Regions from separate parts of the Salmo salar genome. Here region 2 is linked to region 1. Evidence: chromatin contacts called from public Hi-C data. All regions are on one chromosome and are shown on one strand. Each heading gives the region's core, a stretch centred on a gene start, on an enhancer-like site or on the middle of the called end of the contact. The rest is flanking DNA. Distances are from core to core; before and after follow the strand shown. Region 1 holds the start of plchb (1-acyl-sn-glycerol-3-phosphate acyltransferase theta-B). Region 2 holds the start of LOC106568157 (ankycorbin).

Region 1 (4,369 bases), core at 773-3,272:
TTCTGGAATCTTCAAGGCAGTTCAAAATAGAATATGATATACATGTCTAATAAGTATCAAATTTAACTCAACATAGCTCCACTGAAGACGGTGACGTGACGTCTTTCAAACGTTGTACAGTATATTTCCAAGGAAGAGAAGATGAAGGGGGCATACAGTATTTCACAGCATGGGTTGAGGGTTAAGCTATACACAGAGAGTCAGTTTTCTGCCTGAAGTTATGCAATCCTCTATTGCATCATCAGAGTGGGACATGGCTGCTCCACTCCACACGGTTTCCACTAGCTTCCATATCCCCAAAGTCAGATTACATAGCCACAAAGTAAAACTTGCCTACAGAAATTTGCTTTTTGGTCTTAATTTAAGGTTAGGGTTAGGCGTAAGGTTAGCGGTGTGGTTAAGGTTACTTACAAAATATACTTTTAAGAAGATAAATTGTAGAAATGGGCAGACTTTATTTATGATATTGTGGGTATAGAAGCTCGTGATGACCACTCCGCAACCCCACATCAGCTGAGCTGACCAATCATAAGCTGACCAATCATAAGCCACCACACTGACACACAGTCACATGTACAGGGTCTACTCTACTCCTTCCAGACAGAGCTGAATTCATTCAACCCCTCATACTACAAAACAATATGCTCTAAGAGCAGAACCAAGGACTCCACATAACAATGGGATGTTGGAAATGCAGTTCTGCTGAATTCAAATATTTCTCCTATAGACCATCAGAACTCAACTCAACTTACTGGATGTATAATTACCTTATTACTGTGTAATTAGCCTAATAATTATCACAGGGCTATTCACATTTCAGTTAGGGGCAAATACAAACTAAAGAGTATTGATTCAAATGGTATCATTCAGCATAGTGAAGGAACCATAGAAAATAATTGCTTAGTACAAAAGTTAATGAAAAAAATAAAGATTAGGCTACAGTTTGATAGTCATCCACAATAAGTTACACAGACAGGGTCCCTCCAGACCTCAGCATGAACTCATTCATCGATGGGTAGTGAGTGTAATGTCACTCACCATTGGGTAGCGGAGCAGGCACTGGCAGAGTGGGTCGATCCCTGTGTCCTCTCTGGATCCGAAGGGTGGCCCACTGCCCATAGAACAGATTTATTTTCAGCTGACCTCACACACAATGCTTTCTACATACTGCATCTTGCCCAACTGCCCCGCGTTCCCCGCATTGAACATTAACTATGTCAGTCTGTTCTACGGGGTCAGGGGGCAACATGAATACAGTATACAGAGCACAAAATCCTACATATAGTAGTGAATATAAATCCATGAAATATCCGATTAATGCATTTATACAAAAAAATATGTATCTTTTCATAAATCATCTGTTCGCAAACAGAATAACATAGTTCTTTATTAGATGCTATATGAGGTTATGCTTCAATAAAATGTTTCAGAATAAAATAAGAAATAGTGAGCTATATCGAACTTCCAGCAGTTACCTCCAATATCTTGACCAGAATCTGAATGTAGACCGAAGTGACCCCCAGGGAGAGGCCAAACATAGCTGGTATCATGATGAGCCCAATCATCACGGAGAACCACACCTGCAGCAACAAAGTCGCTATACTCCACAGGTCATCCATCCCTCCCTCAGAGAGGTCTGTCATGCACTGGTATGGCACATATGGTTCAAGTTATCTACAGAAGAGAGACATAACGTTTATTAGCTATTCATTCCAAATAAGCATTATATTTTCTTTTTATAATAGAGGAGACTGAATTCATATTTTTGACTTGGGCCTAGCTAGGTAGTTAGCTATGTAAAGTTAGCTAGGTAAACAGGATCTGAAACGGGATATGAACACCGAAATAGCCTAGCTAACTATACAGCCAAGCCGAGAAGAGAACCACTAGAAATAGCTTACATTATTGAGCCTACCATATCCGAGTTTGACTGCAGAACATGAAATGTTTCCAAATGTATTAAAGAGAAATAGTAACCTGAAGACCTCTTCGTTGTCTTAGCGAGTTTTCCATTCTTCTGTACGTCGCTGTAGCGGTAGTGGTCGCAGGTTGCAACCCAACAGTGTAGTCAGCCACAGGACAGTGCGCAAGATCTGCTGTAAAAATAAAACCAGGACGTCACTAGTTACCACATTCACAAAGTCATAAACCGCGCCTATTTCTACAATGCATCTACAATACAATGCATCTTCGCAGTGGTGAAAAAAGTACCCCATTTTCATACTTGAGTAAAAGTAAAGATACTTTAATAGAAAATAACTCAAGTAACAGTGAAAGTCACCCAGTAAAATAATACTTGAGTAAAAGTCTAAAAGTATTTGGTTTTAAATATACTTAAGTATTAAAAGTAAATGTCATTGCTAAAATATACTTAAGTAAAAGTATAAATACATTTCAAATTCCTTATATAAAGAAAACCAGATGGCATACTTTTCTTGTTTTTTATTTATTTACTGATAGCCAGAGGCACTCTCCAACACATAATTTACAAACTAAGCATTTGTGTTAGTGAGTCCGCCAGATCAGAGGCAGTAGGGATGACCAGGGTTGTTGATACGTGTGTGAATTAGACAATTGTCCTGTCCTGCTAAGCATTCAAAATGTACATTTGGGTGTCATGGAAAATGTATGGAGTAAAAAGTGCATACTTGTATTTAGGAATGTAGTAAAGTTGTCAAAAATATAAATAGTAAACTTAAGTACAGATACACAAAAAAACTACTTAGGTAGTACTTTCAAGTGTTTTTACTTAAGTAATTCACACCACTGTATCTTCCTAAAAAGTGATTTTTAACCGAACTCTAACATTAACCAAACAGCTAACCGTATGCCTAACCCTAAACATAAATTAAGAACAAAAGCAATTTTCTGTTAATATACATTTTTTTACGAAAAAGCCATTTTGACTTTATGGCTGTGGTAACTAGTGGAAATAATAAAACCACTCCCCCCACTGGCGAGTTGCTCGAAAAAAGTTCAGCTTTCGTGCATATTCAGCTGCGCAGAAAAAAAACGCTGTTTTTACGCAATCGTAACACCAAATATATTTATAACTAACCCGAGATAGTTTATCTGTGACGTTTACAGTTGGAGGAAATTAAGCATAGTGGGCAGAACAAGCAAGGAGGTGGGCAAAGCCAAACACGAGCTAGCGAGATCCTATTGGCGTGTATTTTCATATTTCAGTTAGGGAATGTCTTCTCTATGAAATGCGCGTATGCATTAACGCAATTCGACATTGCACTTCTTCTAAACAACGCCATTTTATAAAAAAGTTGGCAAAGCGTCAAGTCTATTCAACTTAGTGCACTGTGTTCGTAACAGATTGTAGTTTTGGGAACAGAACAATGTATTGGAGATCAGATTTTTCATCGATGATAAAATTAGCAGAATGTCGGTCCAGTTTCACCTAGTTACATCCTCTCCCACTACCCGCGACTGAACTTCCTCTCGCTACCATATTTGGTGGTGAGAAAACGTTCTAAACGGATGCTTCAGCTTTATAGCCCCTGTGACGTGTCTGGATTACTCCTTATGTTTGTGTGGTAACACTTTTGATGTTGTCTTTCTGACAAAAAGAAGCATGGAGGACTCAAACTCTTATATTCGCGTCTCTGGATTTGTTCTTGGTTCATTGATGTTTCAGCACTTGAACAGTGACTCTGATGTGGTAAGCAGTTGGCTAGATCGCTAGCTAACTAGCTACGTTAGCTAGTTAGCTAACACCACAACAGATAGGTCTGACCAAATAGCTTACCTATTCAGATACTGGTTATTATATTAAACTGACTGTACACATGTATGTAACGTTACCTCATAACATTTTGCAGGAAGGTCTCATTCTCGGGGAGACCAAAGCTGAAGAGCGAAGCAACATCACTGACTCTCAAATCGACAACATACAGTTTGAGCATACAATAAGTGAGTCATCAGCTGTGTACTTACATTTTATAATATCATCTTGGTGTGTGCTGACTGTTGTCTCACCCTGCTTTCTGTTCCAGACATTCAGAAACACATATCATGTCGCAAGCTCAATAGGTAAACTGCAGAGACTAAAGGTTTCTTAAAATTGTGATTCAGCTGTGTGTGTAACTATTTCAACAGTATATCACTTACTATCATAGATCATTTCTGGAAGCATGTCACTTAAACAAATCTATTTTTCTCTCCACCTCCCTTAGCTTCTATAATAGAATAGGGGAGGTGAACCGGGATGAAATAAGGCACATTTTATCCAACTATAAGGAGGTAAGTGGAAGAATATAGCGTGATAATATTGATGTCACAGATGGTGGTATTGCAACTAAGTCCAGGGAGTAAAGGAACCTGTGCCATTAGGCAAGTTGTTTGCGTTGCGTTTCTTTCC
Region 2 (4,369 bases), core at 801-3,300, 230 kb after region 1:
TGTATATATCTCTAGAGCAGAGCATCTTGCACTTTACAGCCCACACGCCCCTACACGATCTCAGCACCATAGTGAGGATGAATGAGTAGAGAGGAAATTACAGAGCATTACCACCATCTACTGGACAGATTTATAGAAAGCACTTCCCATAGTGTAACAGCACCAACAGTGTAATCCCTGCAGAGCGTGCAACATTGATGCAATCTCACTCTAGGTATTATGCAGTCCTGACAACAAAGCCCACATCGAAGGAGGGTTTTGGTGCAGTAATTGCCCATCTCTGTTAACAGTTAAACAGAATTGGAAAAAAAGGAGTAGACCGATACTATTCAATCCCTTTTTGCTCATGCCCTTCATCAATTGCTAAAGTCTTGCCATAAAACCCTCAGTGGATGATATTTCACTGCTATTACATCATGAATGAGACTGGAGCTATGATGCTCCTTTAATCTCCAGGGTAGAGTTAGCTCAATATGCAACATGCTGAGGCAAAGTTGAGGTCAGACTGGGAGAGGCTGTTCTTCAGTACTGGTCGTTGCGTTGAGACCTATAGGGTGTGCATGTTTTTGTTCCAGCCCAGTATTGTAGGCAGGCCCGGCCCGGCCCTAGCCTTTTCGGGCCCTGAGCGGGATCTACCTTGCAGGCAAAACATTTTAGTGTCCCTCCTGTTGATGACAGAGAGAAAAAAAATGTTTTAAAGAAAATGTCCTTCAATTTTACAATTTTACACCTTTTGCCATGGGACGTAGAGAAAGTGTTGCAGTTTTAAAACAAGCTTTCTGCAGTTCTACACAATTTGCCACGGGGCAGAGAGATTATTTTGCAATTTTATAACACATTTCATGCAATTCTACTCATTTTGCCATGGGGAAGTGAGAAAAAAATGTCAATTTTACAGCTAATTTCTTGCAATTCTACACATTTTGCCAGGACTTATGCCATATTGATGATATCTGAGTGAGAGTGACAAAAATCAATCGGAGCCAACTGGAAGTCCCCTGTGCACGTGCCTTCCGTGCCCAGTTGGTATTTATCCATTATTACTACAAGTTTAGATAGCTGGTTTGACTAATTTACCAATCTAAAATTGTTAGCTGACATACTGTAGCTTATTGAGTGACTGTCAGTGACTGACATAACAAGAGAAAAACTGATGATGAACAACCAAATTCCAACCTTGCACTATTCTAACTATCAACAGTAAGTTGAGAGCCAACTGAGTTCCTAAATATGTATATATATATTATTAAATATATTTATTTTCAAATTGGTCTGGGGCCTCCTAGTGGCCAGGGGCTCGAATAAGTGACCGCTTAAGTCGCTTATGTCTGGGGGCCTTGACTGTAGGACAAAAATCGAACCAGGCTGGTGAAAGCCTTTATGGCAATGTGGATTAGAAGACAGATGTAGGCTACCACTGTCAGAGGCAGCTTTTGTTGTTTCATTAATCCAGCCAAATGTCTTTGTAACATGGCTTCATGCATGATTCAAATGCTGTACGTCAACCATGAAATAGCCTATATATCTGGTGAGGCTAGATTGCACTGATGTATGGTTTCTAAATGTTTGTATAGTATAGTAAACCATTCTGCTGAGCTGAGAGAGCAAGAGCCTGATGATATCACAGATGTTCACGTGGGATAGACAGAGCATTAAAGCAGACAGAAACCATCTCAGAAGTAAAACAATTAATGTTAACAGCGATAGAATAGATTTGCATTGAAGAAAATATGAAAAATAGACAGAAGGGCAGTACACGGTCTATTTGTAGCTTATGCAGTAGTGTTGCTATTTTTGCGCATACCTATGGGGTGCAGCCTTTAGGAGAAATTGAATTCGCAGAAGTGTAGTGTGCTTTTGCGTATATGCTATTGCTGTCTACCTATTAGAGAAGTGTGATCAGTCACGTTGGTGTTGTAAACAGTGTTTACCTGTTGTAATTGTTGTCAAATATTACAATAAACACAAGACTATAATTCAATTGCACATTTAGCCTACAAAATGTTTATTCATGATTGGGAATATGCAGAAATATTTGGTCACGGGGGAGGAATGACGTCACCATTTCAACTCGAGTAACACTCAGAGTGAGCTAGCTTCCGAGCAAAGCGATAGGCACTTGAATAGTCCAACTTTTAATGTATTCAGCCTGAACCTAGCCAGCATAGCCTATCTAGGCGGGCTATTTGTTCACACTAGCTATTCCTTTTCTGTTTGTCGATTCTATTTTAATATATTTCTACCGACTGACAATTTAGTCAACTCTGTAGGCTGTCGAACAGAATATTACTGAGTCCCAACTTTTAAAGGGTAAGTGTGCAGTGTGTTCATACATTATTTACAAAGTTGATGCTAGACTGAATTGTTAGCTTGCTAGCTGTTCCTATCTTTCGCTAACGAGCAAGCGTGGTTGAATGATACAAATGTATCGGAGTAAAAATAAAATATGTTGGCGTTGGACGTTGTGCACTAGTTGTAGCAATTATATACAGAAATCTATTGCTACAGGCTAACGTTACTGTAACCACCTCAAAATAACTTCAAACCTTGCCATGGGACTCGCGATGGATACTTTGTATCAGCCTATACGTTCTGTCCCATAGTTTGTTTTTATTCATTAGTGCTGGGTAGGCTATTGCGCGGATGAGTGCAAGACACGTTTATATTGCAAATGGTTAATATTACACAGTTACACATGCATAATAATAAGGGCCAACTCTCAAATAAGTTACCATGAAATCAGAGAAAAGTGTTACATTTGCACATGTTACCTCTCCCTGTTGCACTTTAGAGACTAACTTAATTTTCATCAGTTAGACTTATTAAAAGTATAAGATGTGTAACTCATTTTTTTTGTTTCAGAGGCTCACCTGGACAAGTGGGAAACTGTATGGACCAGGCCTAAGATGAAGAGCTTTAAAGCAAAGTTTAGGAAGAGCGATGTAAGAACATGCATTACTTTTCAATGGGGTTTTGCGGTGGTGGTGGTATGTTCTTGCCTGACAGAATGCATTAATTCATTCATCGATCCATATGGCTCTGTGACTGTCATAGCAATGAAGCCCTCTGCCATAAAGTTATTTCAGTAATAGCCTCCATGGGTAGTTTCTCCATAGTTGTGACTGAATCATTTGGGAGTGACTTTTCCAGGCTGCGTTTCCTAAATATCCTACAGGGAGTGACTAACTTCCACTGAGTGTGACTCATCAGTAGTCACAGTTAAATAGTTGCCTACTTAAATAAAGTTTAAATAAAAAATTAAAACAGTGACCATAATCAGACGGCATCAGTGCCAGAGAGGAAGTGTGGCTATGAAGGGGGCGATTTAAACACTTTAAATTGGGTACATCTGTCATCTTGGATGATTATGTACCTAATGTGGAAGCTGGGGATAAACCAAAAGTCAGGCAACTAGAGTTTGTTTTCTTTGAACACATTACATTTCATAAATCAATGTACATTTCAGAACTGTTACAATGTTATTGACAGACAGATTTTTGAGGCAGAATACCTTCACTGAAATATGTAGGAGTTGAAGATTCCTTCTGAGTCACTGGAATACTTAGAGTTTTCAAGAGGCCCAAGGCAGTTTCGGGGTGTGATTGTCTATAGGAAAAGTACTCTGTTTAGTACTATTAATGTGCCCATATGACATACGGAAGATAAGACATACATAGATTAGAAACCTTTATTAGCTTGAAATTATAAAAGTGAGAGACTATATGCAAATATTATTTCCACAAATAACAGGGTATTGTATCTGATGCTGTTGTTGTAAAACATAACCATTGCTTATGGCTGACTAATGTATTTTAACAGTGGGAGTTGCAACCTGTGGGTGTTTTTCACATTTAGGTTGCTTAGGAACAGTCCGTCCGTATGTCTGTAACCATCTACTTTGATAGTTCACACCCACATAACCACTTCTCACACTTGCTTTGCTATTAAGAAAAAAAACATATTCTGTCCACAAGATTGGCTACGGTTTACTGTTTCCACTGGTGGCCTTAGTGTTAGTAGATAGAAAATGACCTAAACTGTGATCCGATAGTCTACTCTCATTCTCCCCGGGCGAAATATGTTATTGCCGGTTGTGGAAGAGTCTAGGACTGGATACATTAAAACACATTTTCCAAAATGTTCACTCATGAAAAAACCCCATCTGAACCAGTTGAAGACCTGCCTTTTTAATACGGATTTATTATGTTTTGGTTGAATTCTGGTTTTGCATAGAATTCACCCCATCATATGAATTTACTAGTTTTGAAAAGTGGCTCATGAGAGGTTTTCAAGTTGAGCTATTAGCCCATACATATTCTATGTGGCCTATAGATGGACAGCCTTAGTCAATACCATACCCATGTGTCAT

Evidence for each region. A called contact is a pair of places that touch in the nucleus more often than the background predicts.
Region 2: a contact with region 1 is called in a Hi-C map of muscle, with 3 times the contacts expected there. The contact joins the promoter of LOC106568157 here to the promoter of plchb in region 1. A contact is called at or near these places in 2 of 3 Hi-C or Micro-C datasets (gill and muscle).

The regions. Positions count from the first base shown.
Region 1 is chrssa13:94,106,019-94,110,387 of Ssal_v3.1, forward strand. plchb (1-acyl-sn-glycerol-3-phosphate acyltransferase theta-B) reads right to left here and starts at 2,023. Exons shown (of 6, transcript NM_001141489.2): 1 at 1,978-2,023; 2 at 1,476-1,674; 3 at 1,039-1,111. The coding sequence starts at 1,643. LOC100194936 (Coiled-coil domain-containing protein 98) reads left to right here and starts at 3,496. Exons shown (of 9, transcript NM_001139965.1): 1 at 3,496-3,670; 2 at 3,831-3,921; 3 at 4,005-4,041; 4 at 4,185-4,251. The coding sequence starts at 3,584.
Region 2 is chrssa13:94,333,794-94,338,162 of Ssal_v3.1, forward strand. It overlaps LOC106568157 (ankycorbin), which reads left to right and starts at 2,051. Exons shown (of 18, transcript XM_014138236.2): 1 at 2,051-2,310; 2 at 2,863-2,942. The coding sequence starts at 2,907.